5 separate regions of the Mus musculus genome follow, and regions 2, 3, 4 and 5 are each linked to region 1. A link is a contact called in public Hi-C, HiCAR-type and promoter capture Hi-C data. All regions are on one chromosome and are shown on one strand. The core of a region is the stretch at or near the end of the contact, and the rest is flanking DNA. Distances in the headings are between cores, read along the strand shown. Region 1 holds the start of Oxr1 (oxidation resistance 1). Region 2 overlaps Oxr1 (oxidation resistance 1). Region 3 has its middle 30 kb from the start of Gm41312. Region 4 overlaps Oxr1 (oxidation resistance 1). Region 5 has its middle 57 kb from the start of Gm41312.

Region 1 (3,716 bases), core at 127-2,626:
AAGACATACTGGAAGCGGAAGCACGTTTCCCTTAATCCTGTCCTGGACCACGTCCAGAGTCCTGATCTCCCAGTCGTGGAGACAGACTGCACAGCTCGGAGGACCCCTGGCCTGCACCACGCACCTGCAAAGCGCATGCATGTACACCCCCTGCTGCGTGTTGCACGCTGCAGACTTCTACCTTACTAACCAGCCCAAAACACAAATTCCCCCTCCCCATAGGAGACTAGGGATCCCCTTGGCCTAGAACACACACCACTCCCCCTCTGTGTAACGCACAAACCCAGCCCCACATTGCTTAAAAGGAACCCGGATACACAATCCGGTAAGCGAAAGCACTGGTGGCTCCCCTTAAGTGACTACCTTCCTCCCTGCTTCATCTCTGTCCAGGATCCTAGGAGCCTCCAAACCAGATAGGAGATGGAAGAGGAACCTCAGAGAAGTACCTCTAAACCTCTACCATGGGACTTGACTCACGGAAGCCTCCAACCCTATGCACAGGTTTGCAACTCCCCTTCCTCCCTATCCTAGGCATGAATCTACCCCACTCCCTGCTCACATTCCCCCATATCCCTCATCACCTTTCCAGCCCTCCCTTCCAGGCCACTTTCTAAACCCGCTGGTTCTCACAACGTGTTGCCTCACACACTCCCTCCGGAGGCTTGAATTAAATCTGCCTCTTTCCATCATATCTACCTAAGCTTGTTCTGATTCCCCGAATTAACCAAGTTCACCCGCCCATCAGGCGCCCACTGACCCTTCCACTGGCGTCCTTTACTCTCCTACAAATCCGCTTTTCACACGCCCCACTTTCCATCTATCTCCCCTTCTGTCATCCTGGTTCAGGACACACCGCCCTTCTATTTTGCTCTCTGACCCTCTGTCAGTCCTAGGGACACCACTTTCCCTTTTTGGCTGTTCCCAGGCAGGTCCCTGCTCTCCAAACCTTCCCTTCCCCATCGGGCACTAGCCGGCTCCTGGCCTGCCGGGTCCGCTCCCTCATCCGCGGTCCTTCTTCCTTCCAGAGTGACCCACACCTGAACCCTGAGCCAGTCCTACCCTCCGGGGTCTGCTCATTATAGCTTTTGCTAGAGCATCCTTGTAAGCAGGAGCTCTCTACCTGCCCAGCGGTTGGGAGAAGCGCGGGACTCCGGAGGCAGAAGGCTGCCCGCTCTCCGGGTGTCCAGGCGCTCTTCCCGCTCGCCATCCCCAGCTCCCCCAGCGCCTAGCCCTCGCCCCGGCGGCGCCCAGCAGCCGCACAAACTTACTTGCGGGTCGGCGGGAGGGGGCTGCGGCGAGCGGTGCGAGCCCCGTAGCGGCGAGTGCGCCCCTCTCGGTGGGGCCGGGCGGCGCTGGCACTGCGCTCCCGCGGCCGCGCGCGGACTGCGCTCAGCCTGACGCAGCCCAGCTCTGCCCCCACCGCCGTCGCCGCCGCCGGGGCCGCGGAGCGCTTGCAGACTTGCTCAGTTTCCGGACCTGCCCGCGTGGAAGCTACCAAGAGCCATCCGCGGCGGGGGAGGCGGCGCCGAGCTGCAGAGCGACGGCCACGAGCTGGAGGCGACCACGCCGGCGGCTCCGGGAAAAGGGGGGGCGAAGCCCTGCTAAAAATAGCTCCTGCGGAAGGAAGCTACCGGCTGCCAGCGCACCCCCTTTCCGCGCGTCCCCGCAGCGAACTCTCGGGCTCCGGGAGCTGGCGTCCTCCTGGACCCCTGCCCTGGGAAACCGTGCCCCAAGAACAGACACCTGCCAGGGTAGCCAGAGCAGAGTCCCAACTCCAGGCTGCGGGGTATGGCACCCCTTCCCGTCCCCGGTCCCCAGAGCTGCCCAGCAGCCCTAGCCTCAGGGCCTTAGACAGAGACATCGAGAAGATACTGGTCTGAAATTATGGGAAAGCTCCTCTGCTACTGACTTACCAAGAGGAAGAAAAAAGTTTTCAGGGTTATTCTGGTGGAATTGGAACGAGAAATCAAGGAAGGCGGGCAAAATACAAAGATCTGGCCAAAGGGTGAAGGTATGGGGCTGTGGGTTGAAAGGGGCTCTGGAAAGATCTCCTTAAATACAAGAGTAGGCTGGGCTTCTCCCCGACTTCTATTTCCGCAGGATTTTACATAATTAGTTGACACTCAGCCTGACCTTGGAGGCACTGTTCCTGTTGCCTGAACTGTAATTTACTTTCCCTGCCTGCTGCCTTCTACTTCCACCGCTCCCACCTTTCCAACTCTGCCTGGGAAATTATGAGAGAGGAGTAGGGGTAGGGGCCAAAGTACAACTAGGTAGACTGGACCTCGGCCCTTTCTTGAAGGAAGTCGGTCCCTTTGCCAAGATGAGACTGCATCAATCCGACCAGCAAATCAGCCCAAAGGCCTCTCAAAACCTGGTAGTGAGTGGGTTCTCACTATTAATCTCCAGGATACCCCACCTCAATTGCTGACAACTAGTGTTATCTCTTCTCTCCTTTGAAAGTGAAACGTCCATCAGTCTGTAAAACGAAAGCCAAGAGGAAAGGGGAGGAGGAAATATTTATACTGAAAAGGAAAAGAAATGAATTTGAGAAAAGCATAGTGATGTACATGCATTTCGTAATGAAACCCATTATTTTTTACCCTGAAAAAATCAATAAAGATTTCAATTATAAGAATGAGATGTTCACATATTTCCTGGGTCAAGTTATAGTTTTAGCTTTTTCTCTGGAAGTCACCAAATTAGATTCATCAGTTAAGAATTCATTGCTTTTATTTGACAGAAGAGGACGTTGAAGCCTGGAGACAACTGTTGCCTGAAATAATACCTAATTGAACCCAAAATCTGCCGGATGAGAAATTACCCAAGTTTAAATATAACCTATTATTTCCTGAAATCCATAGCTGTAGTTAGAGTAAGAAATCAGGAAACTAGGCGCAGTTTTCAGTGCAGCTAATGAATTTGGTAATCTTGTTTTCTCTACTTGTAAGAAGGAAATCCAGAGCCTAGATTTTGCGTTCTCTTGAAAGTGACTATTTTATCCCAGTTCATTTATGTCTTTTGAGGTTATGCATGGACTAGAACTGAGCTTCACCAAGAGCTCACAGTACATGCTCAATAAAAATGCATTCACTTGCCATTATTGAGACTTAGGAAAGCTTGGCTTGCCAACAGAAGGCACACGGTTGTACTTTTTAACAGCGCTATAACAGTGTATGTCTCTGCTCAAGACATACTCCTAAATCAGATCCTTCAATTTGCAATCACAGTCTAGTTTTATGTTTAACTTTCTTTCCTCTGAAGCTATCTCTTAAGCTTATCTATCCTTTCCTGTCCTAAGTAACATGGGATGAGAGATGAATGCTGTGCACACGGGTGCCATCACACTATTACTTCCTGCCAGTCACACTTGAGGTGGTGTGATCTTGACATTTCTTTGACACTGCACACACACTCTCTGTAGGGGGACATGCCTTCACTTTAAAGTCTGTTTCGGTTCCTACATAAAACCTATGGTTCAAAATGTACTGCGTTCAAGACTTTGAATGCCAAGTGAAAGCAACTCACTAGCATAGATACATTGAGAAAATTATACATTGGTTCACAGAGGTGGGACCTCCTGCCCGACACGGGACCATAGAGCAGTATTCCCCTGTTCTAAGCACTGTTTCCTGTGCTGGTGTTAATATTCCTTCCCTACGAGCAGAATGCACTCCCATCCATGCATCAGGGACAAAGTTGACAATCTTATTTTC
Region 2 (3,775 bases), core at 456-2,955, 72 kb before region 1:
ATATAATCTCTACAAATGTTCAAGAAACTTCTAAGCTGTTTTTATACCTACTGATATCTACCCTGAAACTACCATCTTGGCACAGGTTGAAAAATTCCCACATTGAAACTTCAGATCAGCACAGATGGTAACCTTGGAGACAAACTAATGCAAAGCTTCATGTGTCTTCTCTCTACAGAGCAGCTGTCATCATGGCTCTACTGAAGTCATTTTATGGACATTATTAGTATTCAATTGGATATGTCAATAACTGGTCTAAAGCATTTATTCCTGAGACCCCGTTGTATAGATAGGCGTCTGAAGTGTGCTCTTCAGAAATAGCTCCCACCTCCAAACTTAGAAAGTCTTTGTCATATTCAAAGAAATAATTGGCAATGACCTTGGAGTAATTTTACAATGCATTATTAGTGGAATCAGAGATCACGCCAAAACCCGTTTGCTATTTTTTTCCTTTTCTAGATAATTGGTTGTGTAATATACTGCTAAATTTTTGAGACAACTTCATCTTATGTTTGTATAAACTACAAAGACAGCATTTTAGCTGCCCATTGAACCCATATACTCTGACCTTGTTTCTCTACTGCCTACATCTTTCAGTTCCACATCTTGGTTCTTTCCTTTCTGAGACCCTGACTCCGCAGTCTCTTCTTGCCTCAGCTATGACATAAATTGATGCTGTTGCTCTCCTTTGCTCCCAGAACAAAGGCAACAAAGGACTGCTATAGACCTACGCTTTCCCTTTCCAGCACCCATGGGTGTTTCCTGATCCTACTCAATATTCCCATCTCCAACCTATCTGCCAGGATTCCACCAAGGAACTCACTGCCTTTGGACAGAACCTGCTCCATCCTTGTGGATTTTCCTCCGTGGAGATGAACATTTCTAACTTGACCTTTGCTCCAGTGATGAATCAATCACCTTTTCCCACGTGCATTTGCTTCTAAGTTCAACCTAGTGGGAAGTTCCCTACCTACTCACTAAGAGTGGCTGGATTTTGCTCTTGTTTTTTTGTTTTGTTTTGTTTTATTTTGTTTTGTTTTCTCTTCCACCGTGTATATCATGAAAGCAGTGACATCTTCTATCATGCACAAGGTCAAGGCTGCATGATTTTTAGACTTAGCCAATTTTTTCTTCATGTTCATTAACCATGAACCGTTTATAAAATTCTTTAAACGAATCCACACTAAAAGTAAAATGGAATTTCTCTAACAATCTGTTTATCCAAATGTAACAACCCTTAGCACTTAGTGGGGATCACTGTTGTCTAATGAGAACCCTAGCACCAGTGTTTTCTGCTGCACGCTTCAAAGGTATCATCAGCTGGAATTCATTATATTTGCTGTGCAAACTTGGCCTTTAACACTACAAATAATATTCAAAAATAATTTCAACAAGATGCAGACACATTCAAATTCCCTATTTAGAAGCCCCCATGGCAGCCCATCCTTTAAATAGCATGCTCTGGATCTTCTTCACCTCTGTCTATCCTATGGATCCTCTCCACTCTCAGTAAATGCCACTCACAGTGACATGATCTCCACCTTCCACAGAAGGCTGGCTACCGCATTCTGCACTTTGGAACAAGTCAGAAATCAAACTAATCCTCTGCTCCAAATGCACGTCTTCCAGGTGCGTGTTACCAGGCTCAAGAGCAGCGCTAAAATATCAAGCATTTCAGAGTACAATCTGTCTAAGCCAGCCAGTGCTTTCAGATTTTACAATACACTTTGATGAGTCACTAAAGAGTCAATCCCATGTGGATGAGCCAGTCAAAAAGACTGCCAAAAATCAGCTTAATTAAAAACAGAAAGAAACAAAGCAGCAGATTGAATTTTTAAAAAAAAATAGTTTTCAAGTAGGAAAAAAAATACGTAGACACATTAAATGAATCTTTCTGTACTCTCAGAACATATGCATTTCAACATTCAGAATTATCTTTGGAGGACAGAGGAAAACTTCCAGTAAACAATGTGTTTAGGAATGTAATGCGGGCTATTAACAAATGGATTCCCAACCCCAAGCCCAAAGATTGCTTCAAGGTCTGGCACCACACAACCCAGATTGATTGGCCAGCCTTCATCTGAAAATGCCTCCACCCCTCCGGCCTCGTAAGTCCCTTCAGCACAAGCCTGGCTTCGCTCTGAATAAACTAATCAACTCCACGCCCATATGGTTCATAACAGACAGAAAGACACTGTGTTCCAGCTTCCAGGAATCTCCCTCTCTCCGTGACTAAAAAATTTATAAAGTCCAGCTTAAGTATCAATAATTTAAAACTGAGAAGTTTTAGCCTCGTGACATATTGTACATATTATACTTCTCAATTTTCCTTCATATTAGGGTTTCCCTCTCTGGGAAGGAGGAGCACCGGTCTAACAAATACTATACTATTTAACTACAGAAGCTATTGTAATCTGTCTAAGATATTTGCAGCCTGACGGTTTATGGCTATGGGGATAGGGAATATCATTTCCTAAAATGAAAATAAGGATAACAAAGAAAGTGCAGTAATACTTATGTAGAATATAATTACTTGTAGATATTTTAGGATATATACAAAAGTAAAAGAAATCCAATATTTGTTGATTCATTTATTTTATGAGTCTAACTAATTCTTTGAAATTATTGATATTTCTTTGTTTTCAGCAAAGGTTATCTACAGAAAAGATTCAGATTCAGAAAAGCAAGACAGAGAGACAGGCAGACAGAGAGACAGGCAGACAGACAGACAGGCAGACAGATAGGCAGACAGGCAGACAGGCGGACAGGCGGACAGGTAGAGAGAAAGAACCTTGTTCAAAGAAAAACTTGCTCAGTGCCACATGGTCAGTTTTGAAATCATACACAGAAGTAACATTATATGAACAGAACAGATTATATTTAAGAATGTATATGTATGTACAAATATGCATGGGATAACAATAAAAACAGGCCATGGAATTTGAAGGAGACTGGGTCTCGGTCGGGTATATGAAGGGTGTGGAGAGAGGAAGAAGGGGAGAGTGTTGTGATTTTATTATAATCTAAAGGAAGCCTTTAAAGCATAGAAAAGAGAAAAGAAATAAACCTTGCTTTGACAGAAGAAATGGTCATATCAACTGGGCAGCCCCACAGGAAGGAAGAAAGAATTCAGAGAATGCCAGCTTCTCAGGGATATGATAGTTCTACAGGAGGCATTTCCCACAGATGAAGACTATAAGAGATACACTTGTACATAACTCTTTTGCTTAAACAAATGCATTTTTTTCCTTTAGGCCATTATTGTAATGATCAAAATCAGCTTACATCTCTGATTGATCACTGAGTCTGCCAAAGAACTGACTTGTCCCAGAACCTCTCACTTACAGTTCTCCCAAGGCAAACTTTACAGTGGAAAAGCAAAAGAGCTTCCTTTAAGGAAAAAAAAAAAGGAGTTCTTGTGTGTGTATGTGTATGGATTTTTTTTGTGTGTATGTAAATATGTACACATGTCTATGTGTGTGTTTGTGTGTGTACATATGAGTATATAAGTGTATATGTGTATGTGTGTTTGTATATGTACATATATGTGTGTGTATTTGTGCATATATGTGTATGTGTGTGTTTGTATGTGTGTGTATGTATGTGTGTGGGTGGGTATGTGTAGTAAGCATACATATATTTCTGAAGTTATTGTTTCCTGCTATACTGAAGTTCCTCTAGAGAAGTGAGAGTATATACTACTTACTATTTCTTCTTACACTCTAGAATGTTTAGTTGTATGTTAATTTTACTTGTTAATAGGTGTGAGCCTAGG
Region 3 (3,683 bases), core at 774-3,273, 100 kb after region 1:
CATGATTGTATAAATCACTACTTACAAGACTTGAAAGTTGGCAGAGCTGTAAGGAAGAGAGAGAGAAAAGCATCCATCCATCCATCTCTGCAGACCAAGCACCTAAACAAGAAAGACCAGTTAGAACAAATATAATACACTTTGAACAAATCAGAGCTTCTTGGGGGGGGGGGGGCAAAGAATGAAGAGAAAAGCAAGGACAGATTTAAAGTTAAGCTTGACTTGTATAAATGAAAAATTCAGTATATAAATGGAGAAAAATGTAAATTTGATTTAAAACCCTTAAGACCAAATTGAAGAAATATGTCAAAGAAAGGAGGGAAGTAAATACTGAATACTTATTATTGAAAATACGAAGGAGTTAATAAATGGATCCTAAATAATTGAAAAATTCAAAATAAAGACCATAAGAGAAGATTTAAACACATATGAAAATGTATGTCCATAAGTATTATTTTATCTGAAGAAGATTCAACTTACCATTTGACAAGTAAGCTCCAGACAGTACTTATGGGCTCTTCCCTGTACCCAATGTACGACTGCCTAAGCATATTCTGAAAAGACCTCCAAGCTGGTAAGCATCTATTCAATGGATAGATAGTCTACAGAGGAGACGGGGGGGGGGGGGGGGAATTGATAGTGGATATCTTATTCACAAATGAATTCAAGGCAGAACAACTGTCAACAGTTGACTAGGAAAAAGTAGTCAGTCCCTCAAAAATCCAAACCCAGCTGATTATTAATAATTCATTAGGACGAAAGACTTGTGGGCCTAGAAGTTCTTAGCATGGTAAGATGAAATATAAACTGTAGGGCTTTCCTTAAGAGAGTAATTTTACTTATAATCTCAGTAGTTCATAATTCGTATCTCACTAAATAATACCTGAAAATTTTGATAAGGGTTGAGAAACCTGGACAGAATAAGATTAAAAATTCAACTCTGAACTATAGTCAAATAAATGAAGCACCAGAACAATATGAATTTCTTTTCTTATCAAATGTAGAATTACTAAAAATAGTGCAGTTGCAACCATGTCAACACAAAATTGTTATATAATATGCAAATCATAGAAACATGAAACTATCCAGAATAGAACTAATTCATATACAAAATTCTACTTCAGATGTAGTCAATGCAATGGATAAAAAAATAAACTATTAACCTATGATGAATGAGCTGACTACTTGTAGAATAAATAAAAATTATCACTTAAATCATACAGATAAATTAACATTAATTCAATATGATTAAAAATGTTAAGTATCTTAAATAACCAATTACATTTAAACTAAGACCGAGAAAATAAAGATAAAAGAGAAGTTAAACTATTTAATTAACTAAAATTTGAAATATTCTTAAGGTACAAAATAAACTGCGGATATTTAAATGCCCCAAATTTAAAACATTATGCATGTTTCACATGAAAAGCTAATAGTTCTAGTCTGTCAAACTCATTTTACAAACTGAGGTGAAAAAAAACCAATGAACATTAAAATAGGCAATCTTGTGCTGCAGGAAATATTAAAAAGTGAACCGCCACTCTCTCCAGCGATTCCCCGCAGCATCTGGCTCTCTTGTCCCGGGAGCCACTAGTTCCCTCTCTGCTGTAATCCCCTGTAACCAGTGGTCCCACACTTCAATTGCTGTGCTCCCCAGCTCTTGTTCACTTGTCCCTGGCACCACGCTAATTCTTCCTCAGCCATAAACCCATGTAGTAGGCAATCCCACATTCCAGTAACCAAATGGAACCTCCAACCTCTTGGCTGCATATCACAATTCCTGGTAACCCAGTAAAATCAAGACTCTTAAAGCTTTGTTAACCAATCAGATTTATGTATCATTAAAATCACAATTTACAAGATGCCAATACAATAATTTCAGAGCCAACTGATTTTGCAAAAGTTTATCCCAATATTCTAACCTTGCTGACTGCCACCATCTTTCTTCTCCTTCTACCCTGAGATGCTCTCTGTCCCTGCAACTCTTAGCTCCGCCTCCCTTTCCCTGTCCAATCACAGGCCTCCTCTGCACTAATGTAATCGTACAGGGAAAATCCTGCGTCAATCTTGAGACATTATATACATATGTATCATCAACAAAGACAGAATATTCTAAATTTCATGAAAATGACAGGCGAGGCTTCAAATATTCACAGTGAATCATTTTTCTGTCTTCAGTCGGAGGACATTCCCATACCTCCTTACTATGTACCTTAGCAGGTACATAAGAAAAGCCAACTTCTGTGCTTTGTGAAATCTAAATTTCTGTTTTAGGAACTCAGCCTGACCACCTCCCTAATGATAGAAATTCAATGCATTCTTTAAAGTTCTGTCTAAATCCTTAGCAATGATCTCTTGATATTAAAGGATCAATGCATAAAATGTGTCTGTAAAGACCTTCTTCTTCAACTTAACCAGGGTGATGGAATCCCGGTGTCTTCATTAGGGTTTCTATTGCTGCCTTGCAAACACCATTCCCCCAAAGCACGTTAGGGGTTTATTTGTCTTACACTTCCATATTGCTGTTCATCATCGAAGGAAGTCAGGACAGAGGACAGGAACCTGGAGGCAGGAGCTGGGGCCATGGAGGGGTGCTGCTTACTGGCTTGCACTCCTTGGATTGTTCAGCCTGCTTTCTTATAGAACCAGGACCACCAGCTCAGGGACAGAACCTCTCATAATGGGCTGTACCTTCCCACAGCAATAACTAATTTAAAAAATGCCATACAACATACAACTACATTTTAAGGAGTCATTTTTTTTTCAATTAAGCTTCCCACCTTTCAGATAACTCTAATTTTTCAAGTTTACATACCCAGTGTACTTGGTAACAAAATTGTCTAAAAATTAAAGAATGAAGTGTGATGCAGCCTTTTCAAAAATTCAATCCCAGTGAACCCTTCCTTTCTGACAATTGCAATGTATGTCTGAAACAGGAGTGAGCTAAATATTATAAAAGAAAACATACTTTCACATATATGAAACTGTATTGCTCTCATGTGTTTTGAATGGCACTGATAAGGTATATGCAATATGTTTTCCCTGAGATGGTGACATATAAAGTTAGACAAAGTGATGCATAAAGCTTGGCTATCAGAAAGAGAACAGAAACTAAGTAAGTAGCGTTGAAAATTACAATCCTATACAATGATTAAATTTTTCCTCTTATTCTTTTGGTGTATACATTGTCATTTTTCCAAATATTAAATCATTTCAACAAACAAAATGCAAGGTTAAGAAAAACTATAATAAAATGTTAAAAATAAAATTTGCAATATAGAGACTGCCTTCCTGGTTATGCCAAAAAAAAAAAAAAAAAAAAAAAAAAAAAAAAAAAGCAAGCATATTCAATTTCCCCGTACCTTGAGTTTTGTGCTTTCCAAAGTTTCTTCATTAATCACAACTTAGTATAATAATCAAAGAACTTTAAATACATAGAGTAAATGCTATTTGATCATTGTTTTTAATATACAGATGTTGAATTAGGTTGCTAGCTTTGACCTCTTCATTTCTGAAATATTATTTGTCTGTATTCAGACTCTATGTTATCAGTTGGAGAGATGGCTCAGAGGCCAAGTGGACTGGCTACTCTTCCAAATGTCCTGAGTTCAACTCCCAGCACCACATGGTAGCTTATAAGCAGATGCGTAATGAGACCTGGTGCCCTCTTCTGGCTTGTAGAC
Region 4 (3,643 bases), core at 778-3,277, 100 kb before region 1:
TGTTCTCAAACTTGAACATCCATCAAAATCACCTGGAGGCTTGACAGGATACAGATTGCTGGATGCTTCTTTCCGAATTCCCAAGGCCAGCAGGACTGGAAACCAAACACCAATTCAGCTACCCAAAGACTAACTTCCTAGAACTTCTCATGGGTGTTTTCTAGTCTACTTAGTTTTCTCACAGACGTATTTATAGACAATCTGGCCTGGTTGGTTTGAATACAGTTGTAATAAGAACCCAAGCCTGTCCCATGATCCTTACGGCACCTTAGATTTTTCTAAGTAACTACTTGATAGGAAGGAAACTATTGTATAAGACAGAATGAGTAGTCTATGGTGTATACTAACTCTTGTTTGAAAGATACAAGATTTAGGCTACTGTAAAAGGAGAGTTGGAAGTTCACAAATAAGTGGGGTGTTGGTGAATTAGAATGATACCAGAGAAATAGAAAATACCAATAAAGAATAGCTCTTTCATTGTAGAGGTGGGCAATGATATTAGAACCCCTGGTGCATTTTCACATCCTACCTACCATCCAGGTCTTGAACTACATGCTGTTCTGGGCATCCCAGTGATGCAGCTCAGAGTACAGAGACCCTGACAGGTCTGTGCTGTGGTTTCCAAAATCCTAAGATCTTCACTGTGTGGGCAAAATGCCTTTGTGTTTTCTAGCTTTCTCCTGTAATAACTTTTATTTAACACAGCTTGAGTGTATATATTTTCTTTCAATTCTGATTGACTATTTTATAAGAAAATCTCTACATGATAGAAGTATGCTCAGCTCTAACAAAAATTCTAAAAAGAATTCTTTATATAGATATGGGCTTATTGTGGATTCCTAGCTGAGGATTCAGTAGCAGACGCTATAACTGAAGGGAGGCATGAACCAAAAAGTGAATATAGCAGTCAGCCCATGTTTGGGTTCCCCTATTGCGATATTTTGTAAGAATAAACAAGATAAGGACATTTGTGGGAAGAGTAAGGATACCTAAAAGAATATAACTGAGAAGGAAACAAAAGAGATACAAAGTGAGAAATGTGAAATAGACAGATTTGGTCTAATGATTTAGCTATGGAATTAACATCATTAAAACAGAAAAGAAAAAAACAATATAATTTAGAAGCCAGATTACTATAACTCTCTCCCAAATATTTACACTTGAGATTAATATATGCATAGTAGGCACTTGATAAATGTTTTGCACATGAATTGTTCCACTAAAAATGCTTTAAGTACTAAAGTTAGTCAATGCATTGTTTAAACGACTGCTTCTCAAATTTGTGGTAGTAATTCCCCTTTCTTTGTAATATATTCCACCAAACTCGTGTTCTATACAAAGTAATTTGGAACTCACTTCTTTGGACATAGCATATACAACTGTAAGTAATAGTAAAAAGAAGTAATAGGAGTTACAGTTATGGAACTAGAGCAGGGGAGAACACATGATCATGAGAAAAGCTCAGAAAATATAACTAATGGGGATCAAGGTTCAAAGGAAGGCTTTTCAGAAATGACTGAGTTACCATCGTCGTGGTTTTTTTTCAAAGCATGTCTTTATGAAGTGATTTATTAGTATTATTGTGTCTAATGAATAAAAGCAAAACTAATTAGTTCCCTTCAATTTTATGTTTTCCTGTAAGTGGTCAGTGAGAAAAACTAACAACAAAAAGACAGAAAGGACATCACTGAAAAGAAAAACTGGCAACATGAGCCTACTATAACCTTTATTTTCCAGTTCTGGAAGAGGACAAGTCAATGACTTGGTCACTAACGTCACACATGAGCATTGGAAACATCTCCAAGATGTTCCACAACGTTGGGGGATTGCCTCTTCAACCTCAAGCCATAATTTATGGACATCCTTGTCTTATTTTCTTGACCATCTCAGATAATCTACGGCTTTAGCTCACCCTGGGGAAACATATCCACAAACTCCCTTTGTGAGCAGTGTAAAATGCTTGATACAGCACACAGACCAAGCTTCTAGCAGCCAAATCACCTCACCTTCTGCTAGGTGTGTTTTCATGCCAAGAATCTTCAACGCATGCTATGTATTCATGCTGTGTTCCAGTTGCTGCCTGGGAACCAGACTCAGGGCTCTGGCCATTTGTAAGGCAAAACACCTGCTGAACTTGTTTGCCAGGATTAAATAGGATGACCCCATCTGTCTTAAAGTGATCTGGTTTCTAGTATATTTTAAATGAGAAAGTAAGTATCATATCTCTCCTCACATGTGTGTTGGTAGTAGCTATTGCTCAAGGCTTGACTTCAATTGATAACATTCATAACTTGTCAAATATAGTGAACATCCCCGATGCCTGCTTTTTCTTCAAGTTTTTAATAACTAGATTAGGGAACATACAGAAGTATGTCAAGAAAATTCTTCCTTCCAAATTACTTTCTACTATTCATGACATGAGCACCTTGAAGGAACAAATATAATGAAAGTTTTTGCAAAGCAATTGAATAAAATGATGCATTTTAAACTTTACATAGTAACATCATTACAGTGGCTTTGCGTGTATAACTAGCTTTGAATAAAATCATTAAAAGGCGCATCATGGTTTGGAAAAGAGCATCATCACGTCTATGAGCCTGATTCTATACAAATTCTGTTTCTGGATATAATTTTAAGATACTAAAAAAAATCTCGGGGGGAAAATGTCTAAATGAAAAACCACTCAGGGATTCAAATTACTTAATTTGAATTTGAGTTTCTTTTGTCAAATTCATGAAAGCACTTTATATCAGTAACCTAAAACCATAGGGAAGTTAATTTAATCTAATTTTCAAAGTCTATACTGCAGAACTGACTTTTGATTAGAGCAAGGGTCTACCAAGGAAGAAGGCGTAAGGCTGAGAACTCATCTAGAACAGTGATGCCCATGGAATCTGCCAATCAAAAGATATGTATGTCAGGATTTTAGCTTTCAGCTCACAGCAAACACAGAGAGTCCTGGTGGGTACTGCTGGTAGGAAATCAAGGCCCAGTAGAGATTATTATTTCTCTGAGCAACATCTGAGCTACCATCAGCACCATGGTAGCTAAGTCGTACATTTCATCTAAAGTCTAAAGGAAAGACACTCAACTAAAGGAAAGATCAAAGTCTCAACTCACCAAGCAAAATTTATGCAGCCTAAGGATCAATGTCAGCATTTTACTCTCCAAATTCTGGAAAATTAAGCCACATTCAATGCTTCAAACCTGGTTTGAAAAATGATATTCCTTAATGCATAGAAATATCATTGACAAATTGAACAGTATGATGCTACAAATTAATTTTGACTCTAAATGGTGAATCTGTGTAAACTACTATTAGAAGAACATTAATGCTCTCCAGTCAAGAAAATGTAATTACTTGAAATAAAAAAAAACAATTCATAAATGTTACTTATGACTACAATGCAAGAACAGGAAAGAAGCAGCTATAATTGTCTAGAGACTCTAGACATCAAATGAAAAGGTACAAAAAACCCCAAGTATAAGTCCCTTCTTCTATAGGCAGTTTCAGACACATGACAAATAAAATAGGACTCAAGTAGGCTGGATGTGTCTGGTCTTATACAATCATTTTACCCAACTAAGTTCTGTCGAAGATTTTTTTCAATGCACTGTCTCTAGCAAGCCCCTGCCCATACCC
Region 5 (3,797 bases), core at 644-3,143, 73 kb after region 1:
ACAGCTATCTGCTAAAATTCACTGGAGACATTTTTACAAAAAAGAATCTCAGACAAGGTACTATAAGGTATTTGACATATTGATTGTTCTATAAGGGAAGTACATAAAGTAATATAAAATAAATAATATAAAAGAGGTTAATGAATAATATTAGGTACAACTAATAACAACCAGACTTTGGGATAAAGACAGGTTTGGCCGAATAGAACAGAGTAGAATCTGAGTATTTATTTTAATTATTATGTGATCACCATTTAATGTTGATTTGGGTGTTGTTAAAATCTAATTAGTTAACTAATTTAATTATCTATCTATTTATTTATGTAATCTCTCCTTTCCCCTCCATTCCTATCCCTTTATCATCCCTCCTGTCATACTTCCTGCAGTACTGACAGGATAGCAGTCCTTCAGCCTCTAAGGTGCTGACTGTGGGGATTAACAGTTTTATGTCACTGTCCTTGGTAGTAATTAAGATCTGATCACATGTACAAGATAAGATGGAGACCGCTCATTTGTTTCTAAACTCTCTGGGCAGTATGCATGATGATTAATTCCTACCAGTGCTGAAAAGGATAAATGAGTCACTGAGTTGTAAACAGTGGTTAATGTCTTACAACCAGGATGTAGATTCACGGCTAACAGTGTCAGCTCCAGATGTCCCAGTGCCAAACTCCTTGACATTTAAATATTCTCAACTTTGAAAATGTGTGTTTAGTGCCTATAGCTGTACACTTAGCACTTTGAGTCTTCATCTAAGACTCGGTGAGCAACACATCCAACTGCGTGAGTAACCACATCTCAACAGAATCCATGGCGAACTTTATTGACTCTGTATCATTTTAAGTTCCTTCTTATTGACCTTGTTGAGTTATTTTTCCATCTCATTCCCTTAGAGCAAGAATTCTCTTACAAACAGAGAAACTACACATCTCCATTGCTCATGAAATCTGCTGAATAATTTTGCAACATAGCACTTCTGCATACTAACTGGAATGCTCAGTGCTCTAGAGTCAACCTGAAGGTATCAAAGAATCTCTAGTTCTGTAATGGTACAATTCATTCACTCTGGTTAGTAAATCATTTTGCCATCTCTCTGGTCTCCAGGATGTTTCTTTTTTAGTCTCCTCTCGAAGTGTCACCGCTATATAACTTTGCAAACACATATTTGAGCCCCCAGTCCACTATTAGCCATTTAGATGTTCCCCTGTTTCCTGCTATTCTGAATCTTCTACCCTTTGTTCTAGAATTGGCTTTTTTGACTTGATGCTTCAATAGGACACAATCTTCATTTTCCTCCCTCCCCACAACACGGTTTCTAGGCAACACTTCCTACCACTTTACTTGATTTAATTTACTTTTTATATTTTTCACCTTCCATCCATTCTCACCTCAGTGGCATGGAAGAAACACATAATGAGGGTAGGAGATTAGTTGGAAGTACAATAGTGTCACCTAAGCCTGAGAAACTAGGACAAGTATTATTACAACCATGCACTTGTTTAAAAACCACATGTCTTCAGATATCGATTACTATGTTATTCATGTCATGTTTTATGCTTGTGTTCAACTATAGAGATACAGTGAAAAATAAGTTAGATGTGATATGATCTCTTTTAGAATCCCCATTGAGTGTGTCTGGTCTGTTTCTAACTGGTATGAAAATTTATAAAAACAGAGAATTCTCAAAAGCAGAAAGACAACTGACTAAGACATTTTAGAAAGTGTTAAACATGCCTAGCTATCAGGGGGATGCAAATTAAAGCTACTTTAAGATTCTCTCTCACCTCTGTCAGAATGGCTATCATCACAAATGACAGCACATGCTGTGGAGGATGTGAGGAAATGGGATTACTTATTCACTGTTGCTGGGAGTGCAGAATGATGCAGCAGCCAGGGCAGTCAGTGCAGAGCTTCTCAGGCAGCTATACCACTCTTGCACATGCGCCCAAAAGACTACATCTTAGTACAGAGACACTTGACACAGCAAGAAGATGGAATCAGCTTAAACATCTACCTAGAGGTGAATGGGTAATGAAAATGTATACACACACGCACACACACACACACACACACACACACACACACACTCACACACACACACTCACACACACACAAGGAAATTATGCAATGCACAAGAAAATGGATGCAACCGGAAAATATTGAATATAGTGACGTAACTCAGGCATAGCATACAAACACATGCCATGCTCTCTCTTATATGCAGATCTTAGCATCTAGCTTCTATATATACACGTATCTACGAGAGAGATGCCAGGCAACAATTTATAGGATAGGCACATGAGAGAGGAGAAAGGGAACTTTAAAGGAGATGGAAAGCAAAGTACGGAAGTGGGAGGTAACTGCTGGGAGTGGAAGGGTTCCAACAAGGATAAGAACAGGGAGATAGAAAAAGCAGGGAAGGGTCAACTCAAAACAAGGATGCATGGAAATGCCATAAGAAAAGCTGCTACATTGTGTGAAAGCAATTAAAGAATAAAGTTTAATAGGTGCCAAAATATAAAGGAGAGAATGTAAGGCAAAGTAAACACAGTTATTGCTTAAGATCAAATTAAAAATATGAACAATAAAATGCTTTGTTATTCCATGAATATAATAAGGTAAAGATTAGTTTTGTTGATTAAGGTACAAGCAAATTGGAATTGCTACACTTGACTCTTAAATACAAGTATGTGTATGGCAAGTGGTCCTACTCTTACCAAAGGTGCATTTCCTCTTGGTTTTATCTAGCAATGGTGAACATAACTAAATTATATGATACGTGTTATTTTTAGTTTTATAACCAAATAATTTAGTATAATTAATCCATGACAGTAAAATGATTCAATACAAATAACAAGATATTCTTAGCAAAGCTCTTCTTTGTCAGTAACAGTCAATAGCTGTCATTAGATCATAAATGATCTATATGGTTTGATTGATTTCAAAAGGACCAATCTCTATCAGATACTCAACCTACTAATCACATCGTCTTCTTTTAGAGACTTTAGATAATTTCCTGTGGGCAATATATGCATTTTCAATGCACTATAAACCTCTCAACAAAATAACACAGAATCTTCTGATGATTCATTGCTAATTCCCATTAGACATATTCTGACTTTTTGTAAGCTAAAAGCAATTGTACAGTAGTTTATAGCCATGTTTATCCTGAAGCACAATATCATAAATTTTAAAGACAATTCCATTAAGTGGCAAATAATTTATGAATATAAAAAGCTTAAAGATAGGGAAATTAAGGAGAGATTAATATCAGAACTCTGACAGAGACAGGTAGTTATGAAATGCTATCTCCCTTCTGGTTTGACTGATTGACAGTCTATGGAACATGGCAGCAAAAAGCAAGTTTCAGACTTAGGTTTGGGAGCCACTGGATTAAATTCCTGCGCTGATGTTTACTAGTTGAGTGATCATTCTAAGTTTTGTGCCCTTTCTAATATCTAGTTTGATTATCTGTTTGCTGAAGATAAGCTCACTTAGTGAATTGGTAGTAGGGTGAGTGAGCTGCCATATGTGGATATGCCTAGCATTGATAGGTGCTTGCTCACTGCTAAATACTATTATTATGCTCCTAGTAAATAGTCCCTCTAGGGGGAAATGACACAATCTGACTCTTTTATACATCTGTCATTGGGGTAATTATTTTGGTCTTGGGATAACTGACATGTAGGATGCAAATTAATACTCTAGTTGACAATTCCACTGTTTATATCAGGGGTATAATGTTAAACTGTGTGAAGCTGAAAATTATTAAGTAACATAACCAAGATACAGCAATA

What was found. Promoter capture Hi-C pulls out the DNA fragments that hold promoters and counts their contacts. Hi-C and Micro-C count contacts between places; a contact is called where the count stands out from the background. HiCAR-type assays count read pairs that join an accessible place to other places.
Region 2: a contact with region 1 is called in a promoter capture Hi-C map of hippocampal neurons, with 2.2 times the contacts expected there. The contact joins the enhancer-like site here to the promoter of Oxr1 in region 1. A contact is called at or near these places in 1 of 39 promoter capture datasets (hippocampal neurons), 2 of 484 Hi-C or Micro-C datasets (the N1E-115 cell line and cortical neurons), 2 of 115 datasets of contacts at active chromatin or transcription factors (embryonic stem cells and stem cell-derived neural progenitor cells) and 2 of 9 other capture datasets (adipose tissue and pancreatic islet).
Region 3: a contact with region 1 is called in a HiCAR-type map of embryonic stem cells, with 5 times the contacts expected there. The contact joins the enhancer-like site here to the promoter of Oxr1 in region 1. A contact is called at or near these places in 9 of 39 promoter capture datasets (the 3T3-L1 cell line, 3T3-L1-derived adipocytes, embryonic stem cells and 1 more), 14 of 484 Hi-C or Micro-C datasets (the BV-2 cell line, the N1E-115 cell line, cerebellar granule neurons and 5 more), 9 of 115 datasets of contacts at active chromatin or transcription factors (PVALB interneurons, embryonic stem cells and stem cell-derived neural progenitor cells) and 5 of 9 other capture datasets (adipose tissue, embryonic stem cells, liver and 2 more).
Region 4: a contact with region 1 is called in a Hi-C map of cerebellar granule neurons, with 1.7 times the contacts expected there. The contact joins the enhancer-like site here to the promoter of Oxr1 in region 1. A contact is called at or near these places in 1 of 39 promoter capture datasets (macrophages), 5 of 484 Hi-C or Micro-C datasets (cerebellar granule neurons, cerebellum and cortical neurons), 1 of 115 datasets of contacts at active chromatin or transcription factors (stem cell-derived neural progenitor cells) and 2 of 9 other capture datasets (adipose tissue and pancreatic islet).
Region 5: a contact with region 1 is called in a Hi-C map of cortical neurons, with 2.0 times the contacts expected there. The contact joins the enhancer-like site here to the promoter of Oxr1 in region 1. A contact is called at or near these places in 1 of 39 promoter capture datasets (macrophages), 5 of 484 Hi-C or Micro-C datasets (the N1E-115 cell line, cerebral cortex, cortical neurons and 2 more) and 2 of 115 datasets of contacts at active chromatin or transcription factors (both in embryonic stem cells).

The regions. Positions count from the first base shown.
Region 1 is chr15:41,445,142-41,448,857 of GRCm38.p6, reverse strand. It overlaps Oxr1 (oxidation resistance 1), which reads right to left and starts at 1,376. Exons shown (of 17, transcript NM_001130166.1): 1 at 1,269-1,376.
Region 2 is chr15:41,517,016-41,520,790 of GRCm38.p6, reverse strand. All of the region lies in intron 1 of Oxr1 (oxidation resistance 1), which reads right to left. Among named protein-coding and RNA genes, the nearest start is that of Oxr1, 71 kb to the right of the region's middle. Within about 2 kb of position 1,705, at least 35 of the 459 cell types and tissues checked have an H3K27ac peak or open chromatin away from gene starts, as enhancers often do. A contact at or near this core is called in the N1E-115 cell line, cortical neurons and hippocampal neurons, where this site is marked.
Region 3 is chr15:41,345,726-41,349,408 of GRCm38.p6, reverse strand. No RefSeq gene overlaps it. Among named protein-coding and RNA genes, the nearest start is that of Gm41312, 30 kb to the right of the region's middle. Within about 2 kb of position 2,023, at least 3 of the 459 cell types and tissues checked have an H3K27ac peak or open chromatin away from gene starts, as enhancers often do. A contact at or near this core is called in embryonic stem cells, where this site is marked.
Region 4 is chr15:41,547,920-41,551,562 of GRCm38.p6, reverse strand. All of the region lies in intron 2 of Oxr1 (oxidation resistance 1), which reads right to left. Among named protein-coding and RNA genes, the nearest start is that of Oxr1, 100 kb to the right of the region's middle. Within about 2 kb of position 2,027, at least 2 of the 459 cell types and tissues checked have an H3K27ac peak or open chromatin away from gene starts, as enhancers often do. A contact at or near this core is called in cerebellar granule neurons and cerebellum, where this site is marked.
Region 5 is chr15:41,372,912-41,376,708 of GRCm38.p6, reverse strand. No RefSeq gene overlaps it. Among named protein-coding and RNA genes, the nearest start is that of Gm41312, 57 kb to the right of the region's middle. Within about 2 kb of position 1,893, at least 7 of the 459 cell types and tissues checked have an H3K27ac peak or open chromatin away from gene starts, as enhancers often do. A contact at or near this core is called in cortical neurons, where this site is marked.